Linked DNA regions of Danio rerio: region 1 is linked to region 2. Evidence: chromatin contacts called from public Micro-C data. All regions are on one chromosome and are shown on one strand. Each heading gives the region's core, a stretch centred on a gene start, on an enhancer-like site or on the middle of the called end of the contact. The rest is flanking DNA. Distances are from core to core; before and after follow the strand shown.

Evidence for each region. A called contact is a pair of places that touch in the nucleus more often than the background predicts.
Region 1: a Micro-C map of caudal fin shows a contact between it and region 2, with 4 times the contacts expected there. The contact joins two enhancer-like sites. A contact is called at or near these places in 3 of 18 Hi-C or Micro-C datasets (caudal fin, embryo and hematopoietic stem cells).

Annotation. Positions count from the first base shown.
Region 1 is chr2:40,000,522-40,006,234 of GRCz12tu, forward strand. The region is part of intron 2 of gng7 (guanine nucleotide binding protein (G protein), gamma 7); the gene reads right to left. Among named protein-coding and RNA genes, the nearest start is that of gng7, 20 kb to the right of the region's middle. Within about 2 kb of position 2,975, at least 19 of the 62 cell types and tissues checked have an H3K27ac peak or open chromatin away from gene starts, as enhancers often do. A contact at or near this core is called in caudal fin, where this site is marked.
Region 2 is chr2:39,948,432-39,954,139 of GRCz12tu, forward strand. No RefSeq gene overlaps it. Among named protein-coding and RNA genes, the nearest start is that of gadd45bb, 32 kb to the left of the region's middle. Within about 2 kb of position 2,345, at least 12 of the 62 cell types and tissues checked have an H3K27ac peak or open chromatin away from gene starts, as enhancers often do. A contact at or near this core is called in caudal fin, where this site is marked.

The DNA of each region.
Region 1 (5,713 bases), core at 1,725-4,224, 53 kb after region 2:
TCACAAACCTTTCATGCATAAAATTGTCAGGTTTTATTTTAAATAAAGCACCCTAATTTTATGCTTTCATCTTAAATTATTCTATATACTGTATATTAATATATTATTAATAAAAATATATATTATTAAGAACCATATATAGCAACTTAATTGACTTGGTTTAAAATATAATTGTTTCAATGATAAAAGTTCACCCAGTAACACTTTTACAATGAGTATTTCAATTTGCAATAAGTGCCCTATAAAGGGTTATTATTAAAACTGAAACCCAAGTGATCTTTTGTTCTGAAGGACAGACTAAAACAATAACAAACAGCTATATTTGGAAAAATCTGACTTACTGTATGCAATCTACAGCTGCTTTCTGGGAAAGATAAAAGATAACAACATGAGTACTCTGAACTTTGACTTCGTTTGTGGTTTACAAACATACAGGTTCAGACAGATGGACAAACAGTTGCTTACGGCCAGTTCTTCAACACAAGACACTCAGAATGCTGATTCTGCTGCTATCAGATCAGCCAGAACATGCAGAGAACGGAAGGATGAACACAGTTTGTTATGTCCCTGATGTAATCAAAACTTTGAACAGGGAGGAAAAAGCACTTCCTGAACAAATCATATCATATATGTGTGCAAATTTTGACTGAAAAAAAAAAATTGGCTGAGCTTTAATTTTCCCAAGAAGAATCATTCAAATTCCAGTAAGAGCAACAGCATTCCTGCCGTGCTTCAGTTGTTCATTGGAACTTACAGCCATTCAAAACATGTGTAACTATCAGTGCTGTTCAGACCTGGAAGAAAACCTCCATGCAAATGAGTTAAGCAATGCAAACAGAGCTGAAGCATGCAATGAGTATGTTTGAAAAAATACTTGCTTTAATGCTTCATCAGAATACTATAACACACCGCTTTCAGTGAAACATAACAGAAATAAATGACTAGTAAATTTCAGTAAAGTGTGTCGCGGTTGTGCAGTGAGTAGCATGATTGCTTCACAGAAAGAATTTCAATCAAGTAGTAAAGTAAGTGCACATAACAGTGTACTCTAATAATCTAAAATAACTCTAGGGGCTTTGTTATTATTTATATATATATATATATATATATATATATATATATATATATATATATATATATATATATATATATATATATATATTGAAAGATATAATATGTAGCATATAATAATAATGATATCAGACAATGTGCAATAATATTATAAATTACAAATGTTTAAAACTAAATATTGTTGGTCCTTTTACAAATGTTATAGATAACTACAACATTATTTTTACACATAAAAATCCAGCTATGGGATCTGTGCAAATGTGAAAAAAGCATTTGGTAGCATGGAGGCATTCAATTATTACACATTCAATTATTAAGTAGAACGATTAAAATGGGACTTTCTCATGTTTAATGTTAATCGAATAATGTTAATTTAATGGTTAAATGTCTATTAATAATATGTATTATTATTATTATTATTATTATTATTATTATTATTATTATTATTATTATTATTATTACTATTATTATTATCACTCACAACAATATTTTCATAAAATGATTAATAATATAAAAATTAAACAGAATTAATTAATAATAAAAAGTAATATAAATAGCATATGGTAATACCCACTGTATGGGGAGGCATGGTGGCTCAGTGGTTAGCACTGACACCTCACAGCAAGACTGTCGCTGGTTTGGGCGACCCAAAGACATGCGCTTAGGCATGGGGCGATAACAATTTTCAAGTTATACCGTGGTTTGGAAAAGTCAAGGTTTTAAAACCGTCAAAATTTTCCGTTATACCATTCCTAAAATGTGTAAGATTTTTTATTTACTTTTTTTGTTGTTGTTTTTTAGGACAACAGTATCTCCAGAAAAAAAGATCCAAAAAGATGTTTTAAATTGTAAACAAATTTGTGTTTTTGAAACTAATGAAGACAACAGAAGTCAATCATTTATTTAAATTATTTATTTCAATTATTTACGCAGGGGATGCCCTTTCAAAACACCCATACACACTTGCATTCGCACATACACACTACGGCCAATTCAGCTTATCCAATTCACCTACAGCGCATGTCTTTGGACTGTGGGGGAAACCGGAGCACCCGGAGAAAACCCACATAACCACAGGGAGAACATGCAAACTCCACACAGAAATGCCAACTGACTCAGCCGACCAGCGACCTTTTTGTTGTGAGGTGACTTCGCTACCCACTGCATCACCATGCCACTATTATAGCACACTATATTATATTCATTCATTCATTTTCCTTTTCGGCTTACAGTTCCTTTATTAACTAGGGGTCGCCACCAAATAAGCACAAAATAAGTCCTGTTAAAAAAGTTTTTTTTGATGAATTGTTGATTCACTGTAATATTATAGGATTATTATTATTATTATTATTATTATTATTATTATTATTATTATTTTGGCTGATGATGATTACATATTTAGTTTTTTTATAAAATGCACTAAATGCATCAATGTTTGTTGGTATTTCAATGCCTTGGCATTTCTATGGTGGAAACATGTCAAAACAAAAGATCCTCATCTGTATTTGCAAAGAGTCATCTTCCTAAAAAAATTTGAACAACCATCACAATTGCAAAAAAAAAAAAAAGATAAAAGACCCTGAATGGCTTGCAGAACACAGTGATGGATCAAATGCTCCTTAAAGCAAAGACATACTAGAACATAGAATTATATTACTGTTAATAGAGTAACGCAAGAGTTCAGAGTTCTGCAAACGTGCACTAAAATATACATAACCTACGACTACGGCATTAAATAAAACATACAGGAGGAGGAGGCAGAGGAGGAATGGAGGCTTTCGTGTGCAAGAATCCTATGCGCAATGCACTAAGCCCCCAGCTGCGATGCATGCGCTAGAGTGGGCCACACACACACATACACACGCACACACACCCTCCGCACATGTAGGTGAGAGTGGGAGCTGATCTATATGCTGGGGAGTGTGTGAGCGCAGGAGGAGGAGGCTGCGCATCAGCAACCGTTACTCACATTCTCTCACGTGACATTCCTCTCTCTCACCAAAAAAAAAAAAAAAACGAAAGCCAGTAAAGAGCGGCAGGAATGTGGCCAACAGTCCAACTGAATAGGGATTTTTGAACACCGAGGAGATGGTGAAAATAACCACACGCTCTCAAATCACACTATTAGGCCTTGTTTTAGGTGCTTGAATCTCTAGCACTCTTTTATACAAGTAATAATATTCAGATCATGGGTTGCGCATCTGGTTTAAGAAACATCATTTAAAAGAAATGCAGCAAATCACTTTCAATAATAAGGCTGTGCTATAAATAGTCTACAGTGAAAAACTGAGTGGTAAAGTGCGGTTGGCATCAATCAGAAAACTAATGTTATGCTCTGTATTTTAATGTGAATCTGTATCTCAAGTGCATCTGTGGCTAAAGTGTATTAGACAGGCTGTTTTCAGATTATGGTATTCTCTACAGTGCATTAATATTCAACATATCCACAATATTGCTTCAGAAAAGACTGGGGGTTATTATGCCATTTGCTAATTCTATTAAAGGGCTAGTTCACACAAAAATTTGGATTTACTTACTATTCACTCACTCTTGTTGTTCCAAACCTCTATGCACTGTTAGACATTTTATTGTGTTTTTGCAGTAACTTACTGGCAGCACTGTTACCTGTAAATGTGTTTTACAGTAGCACAGCCCTATACCACAATTTCATTTTACAGTAAAATAGCCTAACTGCAACTATATATATATAAATAAATTAAATTACATTTTACAGCATGACGAGTACTTTTATTGTAATTTTTTACATTTTACACTAGCAGTAGAAAAACCTAACTTTTTAGTATTTACTATTGAATTTAACAGATTCCAAACTTTTTTTTTAAATAAAGGTGCTGTATGTACATTTTTGACTCTTCTAAACCATAAAAATGCCATAATATGTTTGCAGATATTTAAGAAACATGGTAAGTAAACATATTTGTTTATCTGAAAAACAACGCTAAAGTCAGTTACTCTGCTTTGAAAATGTGCATTATTCCACATGAAGTAGTTATTAATTAACAAATAAAATAAATATTATGAATGCAAACATTAGGTGAGCAGGTTACATTGTAACTCTATGTCCTAACAACATGCTATGCGATGAGATTTGCAGTGATAAGCAATTTTAGACCAGACAAAACATGACCATTCAGAGAATAGTGGACTTACTGCACTCCAACAAAATGGTAAGATTTACAATCCAGTTAATACATATTAAACCTCTTTAACATTATTAAATGTACATGCTGAATCACTGATATGTGTTGGCTTGCACCGAGTCACAGTTCTAAAGTTTAATTTCAAACGGTTTATTTTATTTTCAAGCTCAGAGGTCTGCTGCTGCTTTCAGTATGGCAACGTCACGTCATGTTAAATGGTATTCAAACTCACATTATTAGCATATAACACTGATTAATGCACATGAGGTGTACTTGAGGTGAGCATTGTCAGTTTATCCAGTAGTCCAGCTCCAAGAAATAGAAGTTGTTTTTAAAATATAATTTTCAGGTGTTGGTTAGTACAAAAACTAAGGAAAATACTCCTTCTAGCAGGTGCCATTGCTCTTATTTAGAACACGGTTTAAATCAGCCTTTAGGCTGGATACTCAGGCACACTCCTGTTGGTGTTGTCAATCTAGCAACCTGCACTTGCGTCTGTTTTGAACCATGCGTTCAATACCTAGTTCAACCACTGGGTGTCAAACTTATATACTGCACCTTTAATGCTGTGTTCACACCAGACGCGGAAAAAGCGTCAAGTGAGAGTAATTTACATGTTAAATCAATGCAAATGTGCGAATAGACACCCTGGGGCGCGACGCGAATGGCACCACGCGAATGACGCGATATACGCGAATGGCGCACCGCACATCACGAATCGACCGTTTTGTGCATTTGACTGGGCTCAGCTCAGTCAGAAGCACCGCTGAATGGCTCTATTATTCAGGTTAAGTTTCTGGAGGAGTTTATGAGCTCACAGAGCTGGATGCACCTCTAAAAAGATCTAGTGGACTCAGACACGGCCTTACACGAATCAACGCTGTTTTTCAGCCTTAAGCACTTAAACACAGTTATTTTCTTAACAAAATCCATGTTAGCCATTTAGCAATGCAGCTAGAGTCACCAGGCAGACAGAAGCCCTGCCCATCACGCGAATCCGAATCTGTTCTGAAGTCTGTTCTTTAACGCGCGAATGAAGCGGATTTGACACGCGAAGGAAGCGGGGTTTGATGCGCGAATGAAGCGAGCAAACTCAAATGTTCACGCAGCTATTTAAGTATGAATAGCGAAATTTATCAGTGCGTTCCACGTCTGGTGTGAACACAGCATAACGATCTGAGTTTTGTCTTCAACTACAGTCCTAGTTCTTGACTTCTTTGATTACAGTAGAATACCACTAATATGCAGTAAGTTACTTTTAAAACTGTTTATATGACCCACAATGCAATGCATATTACTATAGAAAACTGTACAAATTGTATGTGGAATTTTACAGGGCCTTTTTGCAATAAATAATTATACAATTGCAGCAAAGTCTATAAATGATGACAAAATTTCAATTCTGTGTGAAAATCTTTTTAAGTTATTCCTAATGTAGGATGTATTGACTGTGAGGATAAAAATGCCACTTCATTGCTCCC
Region 2 (5,708 bases), core at 1,095-3,594:
TTTAGGGCATACTATTATCCCCCTTAACCCTCTGCAAAATATTTATGTTACTAAACGTTTCTTTAAGACCAACATTCTAAATTCTTTGTTGTAAAGAGAAGACTTTAGTTTAGTCAATGATGTGCTTTATAGATGTGGTGGTCAATGTGCACAGTGTAACTTCACAACTAAATGTTTTTTTCCCCATTCAAGTGAGCAATTGAAGGTGTGATTTCTTGCAATACATCTATATGACTAAATGTCTTTGTGGTTTAGCTTTTATCGGTAAAACAAGACGGTGTTTAAGAACACGAATTGCTGAACACAGAGGTAATATACGATTAAATGATCAACGAAATCTTATTTCTGTTCATTTTAATGCATTCAAACATAACCTTTCGACATCACAATATATTGGCAGGGAACAAGTTAAGGTTCCGAGAAGGGATGGGGATATTGATAGACTTTTATTGCAGAGGGAAGCGTTTTACATTTACACGTTGAATATTTTGTTTCTGAGAGGTTTAAATTTGCATTTTAATTTGAAATCTTTTTTTGTAACTGTATTTATGTATCTCACCTTTCATTCTTGAATTTTTGCTGATTGTAAGAATGATTGTAAGAAAATGTCTGGTGCAAATGTGCAAAAATTGGTGCAAGTGTTGGTTAAAGTGTTTGTTAAAGTGTCAGAGAGATGAAAGAGTATGTTTTCTACAGGTGATTTGTCAAGCATACTCATCTGTGTGAGTCACACTCAGTTTGGGGTTGTCGTGCGGTGAGGTGGGGGAGAGAAGAGGGGGTCTTGGTTTTGTTCACAGGGGTTTTCTGCCTTTAAATTGCACTTTAAGTGAAATACTATTAAAATATTATGTACTGTAATCCTGGTAGGCATGGGCCGGCATAAGATTCTGATGGTATGATAACCTTGGATATAAATATTATGTTTTCACGGTATCACGATATTGAGAATACTGCTCTAAAATATATTCTTTTAAAATGTTCCCCTTTATATATATATATATATATATATATATATATATATATATATATATATATATATATATATATATATATATATATATATATATATATATATATATATATATATATATATATATATATATATATATATAATTCTTTTTTTTTTTTTTTGGGAAACATTTAAAATATTTGGAACAGCAAACATGTCAGGCTAAATAATTCAAATGAACATTAAAAATTAATATTAACATTAAAAAATTGTGCTGCAGATACTGTTGTCCTGAAAAACAAAACAAAAAAATTAAATAAAAAATATCTTACTTATACCTTAGGAACAGTATAGCAGAAAATTTTAGCGGTTTCAAAACCTTGATTTTTCCAAACCCAGCATACCTTGAACACGGTTATGGTCCCATGCCTAAATCCTGGCAAAGACAAAAGACATATTTAGTTATTAAAATTATAATGCTTAAATATGTTGAAAAAACCTTCTCTCCAATAAAAAGCCATTTAAAATTAATTGAAAAAACTAAAGAAAATTACAGGATGGCTAATAATATCGACTTCAACTGTATATTTCCCCTTAAAATTGTTTTTTTTTTTGTCATTCAAACTACTTATTTAAAATGAGCTAAAACAACACAACTCTTGAGTTTTTATTAGAACAACTTAATTTTTTATGTTCGATCCACATAAATTTGTTAAAGGTGTAATGTTACCTTAATTTATGTTGGGACAAAATTAATGAATTGTGTGGAATCCTGCATTTTTTACAGTGTAGTTTGTGTAATATTATTGACTGTTCTATTTAATCAAGTTACACACACATAAAAACTAAAGGTCGAAATAAGCATTTATGCTAAAACCTGACACCATGGATCTTGACTGTTCTGGATTAAATGTATTCTTGTGTATTGTCCTACACTAAAGAAAAAAAACAATTCACTGCATTTACTAAACATTTTTTAAGGTAAGTGGTTGCAAACAATTTAAATAGGCTGAATTTAAACAAATTAATTTGTTTGATTAATTTCAGCCCATATAAATTTGCAACCACCCCTAAAAAATGGCAAATCCAATTAATATTTTTTTTTACTAAACTAAACTAAACTAAACTAAACTAAACTAAACTAAACCAAACCAATAACCACACTGACCCTATTCCCAAAACTTAACTGTGCCCTACCGTCCTTCACTATAGGTGAGTTCCTGCTGAAATGAATGTGTTGAAAAGTATTTTTACAATGTTTGGCAGCAGGCTGTCTGTCTTAACCTCCACGATTTCTCTGGCGGGGGTCCAGGCGTCTGTGTGTACGGGTGTCTGGGAGACTGCATGATCCGCAACGCTTTCAGCCCGATCAGGCAGTCATCACAGAGGCTTAACAAACCTTCAGCAGCACTGTCTGAGTCTGGCAGACTCCAGCGAACCGTCTGGCTATGCGGCTCGGTTTTGCACTCAAGAGACAAATTAGGCGAACAGGCTAGTAATAATAATTGCCGTGTATGTGTACTGTCTGTTCTTCTGGCGTGAGTATGCGTCTGTCTAGTGCATGTGTAAATAAATGCAGACACTGATACAGGAAGTAAGAATGACTATGTGTTCAGTCTTGCAATCGAACTGACTTTGATGGCAGGAGATGAAAACATCATAAAAATATCTTTAGGTAAAGATTTAGTGTCAGGTTCAAGTGTGTCTATACGGACCGGTTCTCACTTTCCACAGAATGGCAATAACAAGCAGAAGAAAGGATTAGAGCTGAAGAGACAGTCAAATTACAGAGCTGCTTTCTCTTTGTCTGAGCTACGTAGGCACTTTTTTAAAATGTCACTGGAGAATAAACAAACTATCAAAGTAATTATGCACTTCAATGTTTTTCTGTATTTAGACCTAAGAGCAATTTCTGTAAGGTTTTGATTTGAGGCTATTTTGCATTCATGTTTAATATTTAAATTGAAATGTGTACTTTGCTGATTTTTAATTAGTGTAATGGGAATAGTCTAAATGGACAGTGATTTTACTGAACTAATATGACAAAAATACTTACATAAAAATACTTTTTAAATATTTCTCAAATGATGTTTTTCTACTGGAGAAAGTCTTATTTGTTTTATTTTGGCTAGAATAAAAGAAGTTTTAAAAATTTTTTGAAACCATTTTAATGTCAAAACTATCAGCCCCTTTAAGTTATTTATTTTTTCGACAGTCTACAGAACAAACCATCATTATACAATAACTTGCCTAATTACCCTAACCTGCCTAGTTAACCTAATTAACCCAGTTAAGCCATTAAATGTCGCTTTAAGCTGTATAAAAGTTTCTTGAAAAATATCTAGTCAAATATTAATTACTGTCATCATGGCAAAAATAAAAGATATCAGTTATTAGAAATGAGTTATTAAAACAACTATGTTTAGAAATGTGTTGAAAATATCTCCTCTCCATTAAACAGAAATTGGGGGAAAAAATTAACGGGGGCTAATAATGCAAGGGGGCTAATAATTCTGACTTCAACTGTAAGTAGCAAACACATTTATTGATTTAGCTTTCATCCAATTACATTAATCTGTATATGTGGCAGGAAGCTCTCAGAAGTAAATATTATTCTATTTAGCTTTATATTAAAGGTAAGTAAAGGTGTAAACTTATACAGTGTGTTGTTAAATGCAGAGCTCCTCTATTTAAAATAAATAAATAAAAATACCCTGCAAGTTCAGAAAGAGATTAGGCCTCAGGCAGGTATAAAAAAGTAATTTAAAAGTAATGCAAGCATTACTTTTCATGAAAAGTATAAGTAATGCTAGAAGTTAATTATTTGTGTAGTAACTCAACATTTTAATGTATTACTTTCAAAAGTAACTTTCCACAACACTGTATATAGTCAGATTTTATTTGCTGTGTAGATGAATGAAGTCCCTTTTGTTCATAAACAGTATATTTATTTGATCCGAAAAACAGTAAAAGAGTGGTATTGTGCTATATTATTACAATTTAAAGGATAACTCAACCAGAAATGTTTATTTCTTCTGATGAACACAAAAGAAATTGTCTTGATTCAGTAGAAAAAATTATATCCTACCACAAATTTCAAAAAAAAAAAAAAAAAAAAAGGAAAAAGAAAGAGAAAAATTGGACTCATTTTTTTTAGGTAAAACTTTTTTATAACTTTTTAATATTAACTAATCTATCTAAACTAGGGATGCCCAAACTTTGGTAACACTTTATTTTGAAGGTCTATTTGAGTATTATATTTGAATGGTAGTATATATTGTTTTACTTTTTAAATATTAGTGACTTAATTTTCTGTATATGCACTGTGGTTATCAAAAAATATTCTATTGTTACTGAAAACTGTCATAATGCAACTTCAAAGCAAGTCCAGGGGTTCTCCGGATTTACTCTGCAATACAAGCACTTCTTACAGAAATTGATAAATGTTACGTCATTTGCACAGCTAGCAGGAAGTGGCCTTCGCAAGTTGAGCTGTGCTGAGCGGCTTCCAGATAAAGCTGTGACAATGCAGAGAAAGAGGGAAGTGGCTCTTCTCATTTCTTTTGTGCGAGAGGTTAATCCTGCACTCAATGCAGATGGACTGTAGAGACAAAATCTGGCTTCACTGCAGACTACAAACATACAAGCTTTATTGTAGACTTCAGGCTGCACAAATACAAATTCAGTGAATCTATGGTGGCTTACAAATGCATAAACTAGACCTTAAACAAGATCTAAAACTTTATGTCTTTAAAGATGAAATAAAAACCTGCTACTTGTTCAAATTACTTGTTTAAAAAGAGCTGAAACAACACAGTCATTGTAATGTTTTGAAAATTTCTTTCTTGTTCACTTACATTTGTAATAATTCATTCAGCTTAATATTATTGTGTTGAGACTACATAAATATTTTCTGTTACTGGGTTTTGAGGTTCCTAACAAGCTGTTTGGCATTTCACTAAAGGGATAGTTCACAACAATATTAACATTTCCTCAATATTTTCTCACCCTTTCCTAAACTTTAATGAATTCTTCATAAAAGAATAAGGGAGATCACTGGCTGTTTTCCCCCCAACTTCCTACAGTATATCTCTAGTTCATTCTAATTGAGTCTTAATTTATTTTGGAGATTCCAAAGAGTTCCAATAAAGGTTTTGCATTTTGAAATTATACAGTGTAGAAGAGTGTAGTGCTCATGCTTAGGATGTGGTCAACTTTATTTAATTACAACATTTAATTGTGCTAATACTAGTCCTGAGGTGCTGTTTAAACAGTACATTTATAGTAGTACATTTATGTGTTAAAATGACATTTTAGAATGAAAATGCTTCTCATCCAGACTGCTGTTTTTATTGCTTTTCATGCTTACTGAACTATTAAGCCAATAGAATTACCATATTTTGTCCACAACTAACAAAAAAATAAAAAAATAGTTCATAGTTGCATTTGAATAACAATATGCAAATAAAAAGCAATCAGCCAATTTTTTATCCATTGGATTGCCACAAAGGCTATAGAATACACAAGAGATGTCACTCGTATGGTTTTGAAGTGGAAAAGTGTAAAGGTCAATATGGCAAATAAAGCCTCGCCTTCTGGTCCAGGAGCCAATCATTGATTGCTATAGACTGCCAATTCTGTAGAGATGGGGCTAGACATATGTTTTTACAGATTTTGTGTGATTCGAACGTTTAGAAATGAAAATAAAAGGACAGTCGTTTAATTTTATTGGTGATTATCAATATGAAATGTAATCATA